2 separate regions of the Anas platyrhynchos genome follow, and region 2 is linked to region 1. The links are chromatin contacts, called in public Hi-C maps. All regions are on one chromosome and are shown on one strand. Each heading gives the region's core, a stretch centred on a gene start, on an enhancer-like site or on the middle of the called end of the contact. The rest is flanking DNA. Distances are from core to core; before and after follow the strand shown. Region 1 holds the start of ZMAT4 (zinc finger matrin-type 4). Region 2 holds the start of IDO2 (indoleamine 2,3-dioxygenase 2).

Region 1 (6,727 bases), core at 2,222-4,721:
GAGTCAGTGCCACGGGGACGCTGCCAGGCTCTGGGAGAGCATTTGGGACGCTGCAGCCCCAGGGGAGGGAACGGCCCCACGCAGTGCAGGAGCCAGGGCAGCTGCTCTCCGTGGTTTATTTAAGGGCTCTTACCCCTGGTCCTGTGCGGTGGTTTGCTGCTTTGCTCCCTCTGGGCTGGCTCACCGTTTCCCCAGCCTCACTGTGTTTTTCAGTACAGCAATGTATCACGGTGCCTCGAGGCTGCTGCTGGATGCTGGTGCCTGGCTTCTCCCAGCAGCAGCCTCGTGCCCCTTTCTGGGGGCTGAGAGGTAGGCAGCCTCGGTGGCTGCTTCCTGAGTCCGGGAGCTACAAGAAAACCCAAAGAAAGGGGGTTAGCGCTCCTTGATAGATGAGGGAACGTGCCGGGTGTTGGGAGGGTGCAGCTTGAACAATTTCAAAAGAGTTATTAATTTGTAAGTTATTTCTAAATTTTCTTATGCTGATGCTGCCATTAAAAGAGAGCATGTGATGCTTCTGGGAACTAAGTAATCCTTAAAAAAAAAAAAAAAAAAAAAAGGAAGAGATTTAAGAAATATCTCTTCCCTGGATGGCAGGTGCAGGTGTATCATTGCAAATATTGTCTGATCTGCCCTTCTTAGCACTGAAGTATCTGAGGCTCCAGGTGGCAGCTCTGAGGAGTTTGTGTCAGTTTTGGAGGCTTAGATGCATGGCTTAAACCCCTAACTGTTAAGGAGCATTTGCAGCTAAAAAGCCAAACAGGATCGTGAGGCATCACAGCTTGAACAGTTTGTAAAACTACTGCCAGGCAGATTAAGCTGGAAATAGAAAAATTGCTGGTGAGGTCCTTTGGGTGATTTAAAGAGCATTTTACTTCTTAGGTGAGTGTTCCAGACACCCAGCAGCAAAAGTGCAGCAATGTGGCTCAGCCACTTTGTACAAGCAAGATCCCTGAGACCTTCTAAAAAGTGTGGTTAACAGAAACAAATCAAACTAAATCAACTTGCTTCTTAAAGGCACCACCTTGCTGAGACCATCAGTTACACAGTGTGAGGGATTGGAAGGGACCTTGAAAGATCACCCAGTCTGATCCCCCTGCCGGAGCAGGAACACCTCCATCAGATCACGCAGGAACGCGTCCAGGTGGGTTTTGAATGTCCGCAGAGGAGACTCCACAAACCCACAGACAGCCTGTTCCAGCGCTCTGTCACCCTCCCATTTAAGCGGAACCCCCTGTGTTCCAGCTTGCGCCCGTTGCCCCTTGTCCTGTGACTGGATGTCGCTGAGAAGAGCCTGGCTCCGTCCTTACAGCCCCATCATCACAGCTTCACTGCAGGAACCTGGGCATGCTCGTGCCCCATGTACCACTCAGACCTGGCAGTTGCTCTCTTCCGTATGCAATATATGCTTTCTGGCAAGAAATATTACTTAAGATAGAGCATTTTTATCCGGCTCTGGCAAAGGTGCTAGACAGCAGAGCTCTGTCGTGCGGAATGGCGGAGGTCTGTAATCTCTTTGATTAGCCAAATGTTCACAAAGGGAACAAAGTATGCTCATTTTTACCTGGCTTTGGAAGTAGAGGCATAAAGAAGCCTGTGTCAGCATGCAGGACAAGTGGGTGTGCTGCAGTTCTTCCAGGCCCTCTGCTGCCTTGAGCAGCGCAGGCCTTTGAGGCACTCAGCACGTTGGTCCCTGCGAAGGCGCGTGCCGGGAATAGGACAGGCAGGGCAGAGCAGAGCAGAGCCATGTTAGCTGCCTTTCTCCTGGCTGTCTGCATGTGCGTCATGGGCTGTAAATATCACCTGCCAAGGCTGGAAGCAGAACCTCTCTGCCCCATCGCGTCCTCATTTCCTACTTAGCAAGTGCTAAGGAATTGCCCTGACACGAGCAACGATGCCATCAGACCAGGGTGATTCAGCTCGTCACCTGTGCTGAGCAAACCCTGTTAATTATGGAGCTTTCAGAGCTCTCCATCTTTCTTCTGTCACTCTGTAAAAATTCTGTTCTTTAGATCTTATTTCTCTTGCTGCTTTCCTCCTTGTCGCATCCAGGTGCCCTTCTTACAGAGTAACAGGAGGGATGCTGGTTGGGGGTTACCTCAAAGAGGAATTGGACTGCAGTGGAAAGAGGTGGACAGGCAAACGTGGGCACTGATCGTCCCTGTGGTGGGGGATGTGGGAGGGCAACATCTGCGTTGGTGACGCCAGTGCTTGGGTTTGACGTGATGTAGCAGTCTTGTATGGTGCTGAGGAATGAACTCGTACCACTACTTCACATGTCCTCTAAAACCAAACGGGCTAGCATGTCTCTGCCCCACCTTAGTGAGTTTTTCTGTCTTGATGAACTGGCAAAAAATGTTTTCAACTTCTCAGATATTTCATGCAGAAATGAGCAATCACTGCTCCGAGTGTCATTATAACATTGTTGTGTATTTGAGGAGTTCTGATTTTAAATACAAATCAAAATAGCAAGAGATTTCTGATATTTTTAAAGTGTATTTTCTAAGTCTCCAAATTAATTGGCCTGTGAAATACAACAGGAATTACCAGGCATCAAAGAGAATATTTATGAGCTGCTGAGAAGGCAGAGGGATAAACAGCGGTTTGAGGACTACCCTTAGCTTTCTGATACTCTCCCAAGTCTTGTGCAAGCCAAACAGTCTCTGGTCTCAGATGGGCAAAGCTGTGGGGAGGGACTGTGAGCATTCAGAGCTGCCAGTGCTGCTGGTCACCCGTGAGGCACCTCTGGGCTTGGGCACAGTCCCCGGGTCCCATCACACAGGCTCCCTGCAGTGTGTGGGGTCGGCTCCTTGCCGATGCTGCAGCTGCTCCAGCTGGAGAAGCTCCCGTGCTGGCAAATGAGGTGCCTGCCGAGTCAGCCAGGTGGGAGCAGAACCCCCCCGTGGTATCCAGCCAGTCCTCAGCACCCTTTCCCCTTAGGAGCAGAAAGGAGGAAGGGGAGACAATGTCACCTCCAGTTACTGCTTGGGAAAGCTGCTCCTGCCCTTCATCTCTGTGTGCGGGGCTTGCCTCCTGTGGTAGCCCAATGGTACGTGTGGCAGGAGCCTGCGGTGCAAGGTGTGTTTGCTGCATAAACCCAGGGTACTAAAATAAGTGCGTCATCTGCAAAAGTGTGAAACTGGAATTAAATATATTTCCCCTGGAGCCTGCGATATCCTTCACAGCCTCTGCCCTACAAATCAGATTTGCACATCCTTATATTCTCGTAGTAAGGAAAATCCCTCCCAGGTGCTTTGATTTGGGCTGCACCACGTGAAGCTGGGCAGCTCTGCCTCCCCCTGACCTGCCAAGCCTGCCCCAAGACCAGGGCCTGCCTTGGGCCGTGGAAATTGGTTCTGGGGAAGCTCCTGATGATAGTAGGAGCTGGATCCGGAGGGAGGCTGCTGAGGCCAGTGCAGCCTTGCAGAGCACCACAGAGCCAATCGCTGCTGCTAGGGGTGGAGCTGGAGCTCCAGCAGATGATCGCCGAGTGCCTTTCCAGCACAGTTGGTCTGGACGGCTGCGAGATCTGGTCGCGGGGAGAGGAGAGCTGCAATTGCAACTCCAGTGTGCTCCTTCCCCGGCAGCATCGCTGGAGCAGCTGCGATATCCTCTGTGCGCCAGCCCCACCAGCGACACGAAGGTACTGCCCCCTCCCTCCCGGCTTGTGTGCTGCTTGTTGCTTGGATCTGTGTTGATTAGAGTTGGAGGAAAGTTTATTGGGAAATCAGAGCTGTGAGGTAACAGTGCTTGTGGGAGAGCAGTGGGAGGTGATGCGCTGCGCTGCCGGGATGAGGTGCCAGGTGCAGGAGGCGGCTGGGGCGGTTTCGGTGCTGCAGGCGCCGCTGCCACAGCAGAGCCTGGGCTCGGGGGCCAGCCTGGCACCCGCTGCGCTGCCCTCGTGCCGCGGGGGGAGGTCAGAGGTGGCTGGCACACGGTGTGCTCGTGATTCGGATGCCTGCCGGCTGTCAGGGTGCTTTCCTGGTGGTGGTTTTAGTGAGCGAGGCATCCACCTGTTAGCAGGTGGCCAAAGCCGAGCGGGCCCCTTGGCGAGGGCTTCCCCAGTGAGGCAGCTCCCAGGCTGGGTGGCCAGTGGGAACTCGGGGTGCTTTTACCGAAAGGTCTTTGTGCAGCATTTCCCACAGCCCTGCTTGGGAAAGCAAGCTCCTCGGGCTGCAGGTGGAAGTGTGGATAGCTGCAGATGCAGGAAAACAGCTTATTCTCTCTGCTGCTTGTGAAGTTTGGAGAACTTCCCGAGCGAGCCCCACTTAGAGAGCAAAAGTGGGTTTCCAGGGAGGTAGCTTGGGGCTGGGGCTGCTGACCCTGGGGCAGCCCCGAACAGGCTCATTGCAGCAGCCCGCAGGGAAAGCAGCTGCAAACTTATGCCGGTGGCTGCTGCTGGAGAAGGGGCTCGGTCTGTGTCCCCTGGGGCTGGCTGACCACACGTGTTGCACCAGGGCTGTCCATAGGTCCAAGAGCCTGAGCTCTGTCCGTCCCTCATACAGCACGAGCCAGGTGCCTGCTGTTTGGGGCTGCCTGAAAGATCTTTTGTAATGACTCCTGAGACGTCTGAATTGCTGGTGATCCATACCCATTGACTAGTAATACCCGACCTGAGCAGTGCCTGTCAGCTCCTGATGGGATCTCCCTGATCACTGCCCTTCAGGCAGCCACATGCTCCTTTTGCCCTCCTCTGGTGCTGGAGTGACCTTAGTGTGCGTCACTGGGCGCAGAACAAGGTTTGCGAAGCCTTGAGTAGACAGTAAAAAATCACCAGTTTGCATTTTCTGCATGAGGTTGTGCTGTTGGCTCTCGTATGAGCACGTGCTATCCATCTGCAAAACACAAACAACCGTCCCTGAAATGTGAGAGGGGAACGCAGGGGAGCCATGGGGCACAGCTGAGCTGGAGTGGGGTGGCGGGGGCGCTGGGCAGAGGGGGACCTGCTTCAGGCTCTCGTCATTGCACAGGAAAGGGACGGTGATGGGGGTCTCCTGCGGCTTCCCTGGTACTGTGCTGTGGGGTGGGAGTGGCAGTGACTCGATATAAACAATTTTGTAAGAGATATTTTGATAAAGGTTGCTAGACAGTGACTCATCTACTGTAGGAAGGGGCAGAGCAGGAGCTTTTTAGGGTAAAAAAACAAAAGGGTCTTCCCCCCCCCCCCCCCCATTTTGTCAGAAATGGTGAGGGCAGGACATTTTTTTATTTTATTTTTTCCCTTCAGGAGAGTAGACCTATCAATCAGAAACCTCCTAACTCCAGTGACCCTGCACCTGCTTTGGTGCCTTCTGCATCTCTTTCCCTGGGGAGGATGCTGCCTTCCCGTCACATCCCTGAGTGGGACTGTGTTCTAAAACTTGGCTTGATTTCCCCCCATCCCAACCGTTTTTTTCTGACCAGCCTTAGTCACTTCTGAGTCACTCAAATAATTAATCCTTGTCCCTGTGTAGCGGTCAGCCCTGCATTTCTGCCTGTACCTGGCCAACCTGGGTACGCATGTTTCAGAAGTCACTTTACTCTGGTCTGCGTTACCCTGTTTTAACTTTCCTCACAGTTCCAACCTCCCTCCCTTGTGCTTTGCTGCCCTGCTCTGCTCGCTGCGCTGGAATCACAAAAAGTGCAGAACAGTTTGAACAGTTTGCTGCATCTCCACTTCCTCAGGTGTGCTGAGGTTTCCTGAGCTATTCATGGTGTTGCAAACTAACCCTTCTTGGAAAAGTGTCCTCTATGTGTGTGGAGGCGTTTTGCTGTTATTTGCCAGGATCCGTTGTATTTGCTGCTTCCAGTTTGTAGTGGGATTGCTGCAGGGATGATCCTTGCTGTCTTAGCACCTCGCTCCCAGCTGTGCAGCCCTGTCCCCAGTGATGCCCCCTCTCCCTGCCCAGAGGTTTATGTGGGAGCATGAATGGCCGGGCTAGCCCAGTTATGGATTTGTCATCTCCCTGTGCAGGGGAATTGCTGAGGAGCCTGAGGTGTCCAGGCAAGGCCGGCGCTGCCAGGGGCTTGTCCTGGCTGTGCGGGGCTGCCCGGGTAGCCTCAGGGCTGGGTGTCGTGCCTTATCTGGGTTGAGCTCCTACCGAGAAGGGTGGGACTTGAAACCCAGAACTGTCTTGGGAGATGAAAAGTGGGGCAATTTCTAGGCCAAAACCTGCCCACTGACATTCCCAGGGTGGATTTGGGTACAGAAATACATAAACTTCAGGGGTCCAATCTCCCTCTACTGTTTGGGTACCATCCTCTGATGGGTGCAGAGGCAGTTGTCCTCCTGACAGCAACATATGGAAGTTTTATTATTCCTTACAATGTCTGAAAAATGCCCTTTGCTGAAAGGTACAGAAGTCGTGTAGTGCAGAAGAGCCTATCCCAGGAATAGCGGCAGTTTTGGGAAACAAGGGGAAGGTTTTCCCCCAGGCTGTGCCACCTTCTCCTCCATAGCAAAATTTGCTGTATTTGCATCTGCTAAAGGAAGGTTTAATGGAGCTAGGCATTGCTGTGTTGGTTTTGCAGCTGTGACCTTCAGGCAGCTTGTGCATGAGACTGGAGAGATGCTGGCTAAATGGGATGCTGCATCTTTGCCCCTTCCTTTAAGTTCTTTTAAGTTCTCAAGTCTTGTGGCACCTGAGGGCTGCTGAAAGCCCCTTGTGCCCTGGGCAGGATGCAGCATACACCAATGCCCAAAGGCTCTCCTGCTTCTTTCTGCAGCATACTCGAGCAATTTGGATAAGCG
Region 2 (6,727 bases), core at 1,981-4,480, 130 kb after region 1:
GAGGTGTCACTGCGGGCAGTCTGCATCGGCGTTTCCCACGGGCAGGACCCTTATGAGCTGCTCTCTGGGCCAAGCACCAGCACATTGGCGCAGTGCAGCTGGTGAGCAGCCCCGTGCACGGCCCCCCAAGGGCTGCCCCAGGCTGCTGTTACCGTGCATCCTCTGCAGAGCCTTGCCCATGGCCCCGATGGCCGTCGCCAGCCCCTGCAGGGCCTGGTGCAGGGTCTCCTCGTCAAGCTGCCGGATGGCACGAATGGCCTGAGGGATCGCCTGCGAGGAGCAGAGGGGGAGCACAAAGCGATGGAGGGGCTGGGATGTGCTCGGGGTACTCGCTGGCAGCCCCGAGGGCTGGGCTCTGGGGCCAGGCAGCTGCAGGGCACAGCGGGGGGCTCGCGCCCTACCTTAATGCCAGGCACCGCCGCCTTCTCCACCAGGAAGGTGACGAGGATGAACCCCCTCAGGCTCTCTCCCCCGGGCAGCGATATGATGGGGTCCAGGTTCCTGCAGGGCGGGCAGCAGCAGCTTTCCCCCTGCCCTCGCCTGCCCCCCAGCCCTGACGCCGCATCCTGGCGGGGAGCTGAGCTCTGCTGCTGCCTCCCAGGGGTGGGTGAGATTTTTGGAGGAGCTGCTGCGTGCAGCCACCCCCCCACCCAGCATCAGGACGGACCTCAGCTCCCCCACCCATGCAAAATCCTTCCCGTTGCAGGGCCTTCTGCACCCCGAGCAAAGGGAAGTTGGCACAGGGCAAAAGGGAGCAACAGGCTCTGCTCTGGCTCTGAGGGATCCTGAACCCTCCTTGTGCCCTCGCTGGCTACAGGTCTGGTCCCTGGCAGCCAGGCTCTGCACAGCCTGGAACTGCCACGGTTCAGCCGTGACCGTGGTGGCTTTGCTGTTGTTTCAGTGGTGGTTGTGTGCCAAGGACCGAGCTGTTTTTCTTCTGCTCGTGTACCGAGAGAGAGGTTTAACCTAAGCAGAGCCCTGCAGTGTAGGAGCACTAAGCCAATTCAAACAAAACTAATACTGTTAGAAAATAAATAAGCATCTTAAATACTTACTCAATTTCCAGAGGCCTGCAGGCATTTTGGGCATTGCCAGCAAATACACAGGGAAAGGGGAGAGGGAGAGAGAGAGGTGTTATAAATCGTTCTAGCAATGGGCTGTGCTGCGTAACACAAACGAGTTTGCTCGCCAGAGGCAGCACCATCCCTGGGGCAGATGCTCCCGCTTGCCCCACACATGCCCATGGGGCAAATCCCCTCCCCGGCCCTTAGCTGTGAGCTGCCCCCCGGCTATGCTGGGTTTTAAGAGGTTTTGGTCAGGACTGGAGCTGTGCTCGTTGCTGCTGACCCGGCCGCAGGAGCCGCGCTCGCTGTTTACCCGCTGGGGTCCTTCCTCCTCCAGTTGGCCAAGACAAAGTCTGCGTGGCTGAGGATGGGGGGGAGCCCGAGGGCCTGCGACACCTCCCAGAAGGGGACGGCGAGGTGGCGGGGCAGGACCTGGGGGGCACAAAGCACGGGAGAGGTGGTGCCCCAGCTCCGGCCTTGGGAAGGAGGCTCGGCCTCAGCGGGACGGCTCTGGCTGCAGTCCCAGGGGAGCAGCGCAACCTGCGGTTACCTTCACGGTGCCCTCCTCGCCCTCCTGCCACAGGTAGCCCATGGTGATGAAGCTGAGCACCAGGTGGGCCAAGTACAGCTCCTCGCGCCCTCGGAGGTGCCGCGTGCTCAGCTGGGGCATCTACAACGAGACCCTGGTTAGCACGGAGCACCGCAGCCATACAGAGTGTATTCCCTGTGTGCCCCCCCAGCCAGGAGTGCCCCCCCCGTCACCTCTCCCTGCCCTTTTCCTTTCCCTCCAGCCCTGCACCGCTCGCTATGGACTGACTGGTTTGCTGCGTGCGATGGTTTCAGGAACCCCAGGGGTGTCACTGCCCCGTGCCGGGAGGACTGCGGGAGCTGCAGCTCTCGTGACATCTAGAGGGTTTCCCCTGCCACCGCACTCCGGCTGGGACAGCCCAGCAGCTGTGTCAGGAGCTATTTCTGTGCCCAAGGCTTTGCCTCTGCATCGTGTTGGTTATAACCAACGGTCCCTCTGTGCGCTTTCCATACACACCGCCCTTCCCTACGGCAGCACCAGCTAAGGCAGGAGCAGCACACACACACACACACACACACACACACGGAGCTGCCCGTACACGGGGATCCTGCCAGCAGTTTACCTGGTGAACGCGAGAGCGGAGCCGGTGGCTCGCAATCAGCTGGGGCAGCTCATGGGCGATCTCCATCCACGGGCCGTAGGGGGCCGGCAGCTCCGTCTTGGGAGGAGTTGAGAAGCAAGGGGGGGGCTGTCAGCACACAGCCCCCCGCACAGCGCCTGCAGCGCTCCCCTCCCTGTGCTCCAGCACAGCAGCACGGTGCTGAGGGCTGCTGCTGGTGCTGCTGGGGAGCCTGCACGGAGCTGGGGCAGGAGCCCACCCCGCACCCCCCAGCCTGCAGCATGGGCAGAGGTTTCTGCAGGGGGGGGTAAAGCGGCTGTCAGCCAGCCCGGGCTCCAGCATCCATCCAGCCCTGGGAGTCGCAGCTAATGGTTTATGTCTGGTTCCCCCTCTTGTAATATCAGCCTGCATGATGGGGAATTAATGGGCGATAAACAAGTATCTGCCTGTCCCTGAGAGCTCCCTCTGTAAATTGCGCCCCAGTGACAAATGGCTCTGCTTTCGGCATGGGAGAGTTGCCTTCTAAATTCTCTCCTCGTACTCCTGTGAAATCCTGTAAATCCAAGGCCAATATCTGAATTGCAGAGCTCCTTCCCCTCTCTCCTGTGCCACGTGCTGCAGCCAGTGTAATTTTTAAAGCGAGGAATTTGTCCTATGAAGCTGCCTGACCCGAAGTATCACAGGCATTGCTCACTGATTTTCCAAACCCTTGTAAAATAGCATTAAATGGACACCCAAACATCTCCAGCCCCTCCATTTCCCTGCTGTTTCCTGCAGCCCACGGGCACGGTGGCACGGCCATCTCCTACCAGAGGGTTGGGAAGCAGGAAGCCGTAATCCTCCGAGAGCTGAAACCGGCTCAGTGCCGAGGACAGCGGGGTCTCCTCCTTCCCATCGCCGGCCTCCATCCCCAGTGCTGGCTGTGGGGCCAGGACGCGCTGCAGCTCCGTGGAGGCACCGACTGCCCCGCGCCCGGTATGTGCTGAGCCAGCACAGTGCGCCCTGGCCACGAACCTTGTCCTGGGGGGGCAGGTGAGGCCCCGGCCGCCTGCGGCCAGAGGGGTCGAGCAAACACGATTAAAGGTTGCTGATAAGCCAATGTCGTGGAGCAAGCGCCGAGCCCCGTCCTCGTCAGCATCCACCTCTGGAGTGGGCTCAGGGAAGGCTCCTTGCTGCAGGCGGGGGCTGCAGGCTGCCCCCCCAGCCTGGGATCTCCTCAGCAGCGCTGGTGGCTCTGCCCATGGCTCACGGCAGGGTCTGCACCCGGCTGGGGATCCCCCTGCGCAGGGGCTCCGAGCACCTTGTCCCCGCAGGAGCAATGTGTGCTCCATCAGGCATCAACAGCATCCCGAGCCCCGTGCTTGCATAAGGTGCTGCTGATTTACGTGCTAATAATATGCCCAGTGCAGCCAAAATAAATTAATGGGAGCCACAACTGAAGCTGCTGCCACAAAGTAAGTGCTGCGTGGCAGGGAGTAAAACTCCCTAATCCACATTTCATGTCAGCTGAGGATTTATCTGCATTTCCAGCTAACTCCCTAATGACTGAGCGTGCGCTGAGGTTGTCATTAAATTCCTATTGCCAAACAAAGCACAAGATTCTAATGATGGCTTTAATTTTGCCTGCACCGTGGGCTCCCCGTGCTCTCCCTGGGGCTGCACACACCCAGCCCCAGGGGAGTCAGAGCTGACAGAGGGGGATTGGACGTCCTTGTGATGAGGGTCTTTTATTGAACAACACACAAAAAAAACACAAACTACAGACTTAGCATCCCTCAGACAGGCTTCAACACCCCCCACACACAGCCCCTGGGGGAACACGTGACTGTTGTGGGTTACATCCCGAACCTGAGACCACAAACGTCTCTGTGTGCTGCGCTGCTGCATCTTCCTTCCAGTGCTCCCCAAAGTCCAGAGCCCTGCAGGCAGCTGCCAAACACACAACAGGGATGCCCGTTAGTCCCCGCCAGCCCCTCACGCAGTGACCTCAGCCCCCAGACCCTGCCTGCCCCCCGTGTGTGGCACGGCACCACCCTGAGACTCGCCGTGAGCTGCAGCAGCCACCCCACCGTGCACCCGCTCCCATCCCAGGGAGCGCCTCCAAGCCTCTCCGCTCCGTCACACGGGAGTTCGTCACCTCCCGGCTGTCATCCACAGCCACGTCCCAAGGACATTTGACCGGCTGCTGCCTCGTGACTGCCCTCTCCAGCTCCTGCGACCTCCCTGGCCACGTCTGTTGGTGCCTGGGAGCCGATGTGCTGCAGGAACTGCCAGCAGCTGGGAACCTGCCGCCCGCCCTCTGCGGTGATGCCTGGGCCACCTGCAGTGCCATTGCCCTGACGCTCCCCCTAACACCCCCTACGTGCTGGTGCAGAGACTCTTCCCATTCCCCGGTTTCCACTGCCAGCTGTGCCACCACGTGCAGACTGTTTACAACATTGGCACAAAACTTGGGTGACTTTGGCAACGACTTACCTTTAAAGTCCTCTCCAGCTATGCTACTGCGCATCCAACACGCTCCCCTCCTCCTCAGTGCTTTCTTTATCTTCAAACCTAGGGTGGGAGCAGGGAGTTGCCCCCAGTCACCAAGCCCAACAGCACTGCCTCCCCTCTCCTCTCCCCCCCTCGTGCACACCACAAGGGTGCAGGTCCAGGCTCTGCCTTTACTGTCACCTACAACTGCATCTGAGCCCGAGGCGAGGGAGCAGACTTACTCATCTATTTCCAGCTGCTCTGTGTAGAGACACTGCCTCAGCTCCTTTCTCTTCACCACCAAGAGGATGACCCCGATGAGGACGGGCACAAAGAGGCAGAAGGTGAGAAGCAGCCACATCTTCAGCGGGTCCTTGTTCTGCAGGCCTGCTTCATCTAGGCACAGGGAACAACCTCCTTCAGCCCGCAGCAGCGCACTTCTCGGGACAGCAAGGCTCCCCCCGTGTGAGCCAAGGCCAGAAAGGGAATGGCAGCAACCTGGGCCTGGGCGGCCCTGCCTGAGCAGGGATGCTGGAGAAGCCCTGCAGAGGTCCCTTCCCACCTCAACAGCCCGTAATTCTGTTATTCTGCTCCAACTCCTGCCCTATTTCTTTTCTCCTTTCCCACAGCCCAGTGGGTCGCTGCCCTCGCTGCTCACCGGCGCTGAGCGGGCTGTCTTTGCTCCCTCCCTGCTTCCCTGCTTTCTCCTGGCAGTTCGGTGGCTTCCAGCCAGCGTGGCAATGGCAAGTCCCTTTGTTATTGCACACCTGGGCGACAGAGAGGGAGAGAAATGATTTCTGTTGGCTACAAAAGATCACGAACACATTTCCTTGCTTTTGCAAGCCACATCTTGGGAGAGCGGGATGGTCCAAAAAACCCAAGGACACACAGCACTGTCACTTACCCCATGATTGTTGCATTTTTTCTTTATGTCACAATCATAGTTCAAGACAGCAGCAGACACACACTTCTGATTCATGCAGATCTAAAACACAAACGTGGGGGTCAGCAGACAGCACGCAGCGGGCAGTAACACCCATCTCCTGCTCGGGACAGATGGGTTTCCAGCCCGACCCCGTGCGATGGGGTTCACACGATCCACGCACCAACCCCAACCCCTTCAGGATGCAACCACAGGAAAAGCCACTGACTGCCCGTGGGTCTCCGACACCACTACTGCAGAAACACTTCCTGCAAGTCCTCCTTTCCTTAGAGCCACGGCACGTCACCTTGTGGTCGCCGCAGACAGTGCCATCCTTCACCAGCATCGGGTCCCTCTCCATGGGAGGCCTCATGTAGTCCAGCGTGATGCACAGCGTGTTCTGCACCCGCGTGTAGATCACCGCAGCCTTCTCCTTGGTGAAAGGCACGTTACCCGGATACTCGCAGATGAGCTTCCCGCACTGGAGATCCCTGCAAAGACACGGAGAGCAGAGGACTTCACACAAGCCACCTTCACCCTTCTGTTCCTCTCCGTCGGTCACACCGAGGGCTTGGAGAACAGATCCCAAACAGCCGATTTGCAGCACATGGACACAGCATGCTTACATCTGCCACGGGCCCTTCTCTCATCTGCCTGGCAGCCCACGCACCCTGGCACAGTGCGCTCCTCCCCAGTGCCAAGGGTGACACATCCGTGTGCTCCCGTCCTGCCCTGCGGTGCAGCCGGGCTCCCTGCTGCCACGGACCTAGCCAGAGGCCCCTGGGGTTCCTACAGCACTTACTTCCATGCACAGCTCTGGTACCCGCTGTGGTTGGAGCCGCAGTGTCCCATTCTGTCCCTTTGGCCATTAATTTCCTCGTAGCAGGCCAAGGGTCCATTTTTGGCCCCTGCAAACACATAGCATCACTCACAGACTGGCAAAAGGCCTCTCTCTCCACCTCAGGGCTGGACATCGCTGCTGGGGCCACCCGATGATGCTGAGGGCTGCCGGCTCTCACAGGCACTGGGTGCCGTGGCTGTGCAGGAGCCTGGACACAGCGCTCACCTCGCCGTGCTCCCAACAGCCTGCTGCTGCTGTGCGGTGCTGCAGCTGCCACCCA

What was found. Hi-C and Micro-C count contacts between places; a contact is called where the count stands out from the background.
Region 2: a Hi-C map of subcutaneous adipose tissue shows a contact between it and region 1, with 2.6 times the contacts expected there. The contact joins the promoter of IDO2 here to the promoter of ZMAT4 in region 1. A contact is called at or near these places in 4 of 8 Hi-C or Micro-C datasets (liver, skeletal muscle and subcutaneous adipose tissue).

The regions. Positions count from the first base shown.
Region 1 is chr23:366,045-372,771 of IASCAAS_PekinDuck_T2T, forward strand. ZMAT4 (zinc finger matrin-type 4) reads left to right here and starts at 3,472. Exons shown (of 7, transcript XM_005029474.6): 1 at 3,472-3,640.
Region 2 is chr23:497,630-504,356 of IASCAAS_PekinDuck_T2T, forward strand. IDO2 (indoleamine 2,3-dioxygenase 2) reads right to left here and starts at 3,231. Exons shown (of 10, transcript XM_027443603.3): 1 at 3,022-3,231; 2 at 2,216-2,311; 3 at 1,615-1,734; 4 at 1,378-1,496; 5 at 1,056-1,070; 6 at 402-501; 7 at 153-270. The coding sequence starts at 3,120. LOC101791193 (disintegrin and metalloproteinase domain-containing protein 2) reads right to left here. Exons shown (of 18, transcript XM_027443602.3): 13 at 6,409-6,514; 14 at 5,914-6,097; 15 at 5,589-5,669; 16 at 5,343-5,451; 17 at 4,927-5,080; 18 at 4,690-4,765. The coding sequence ends at 4,690.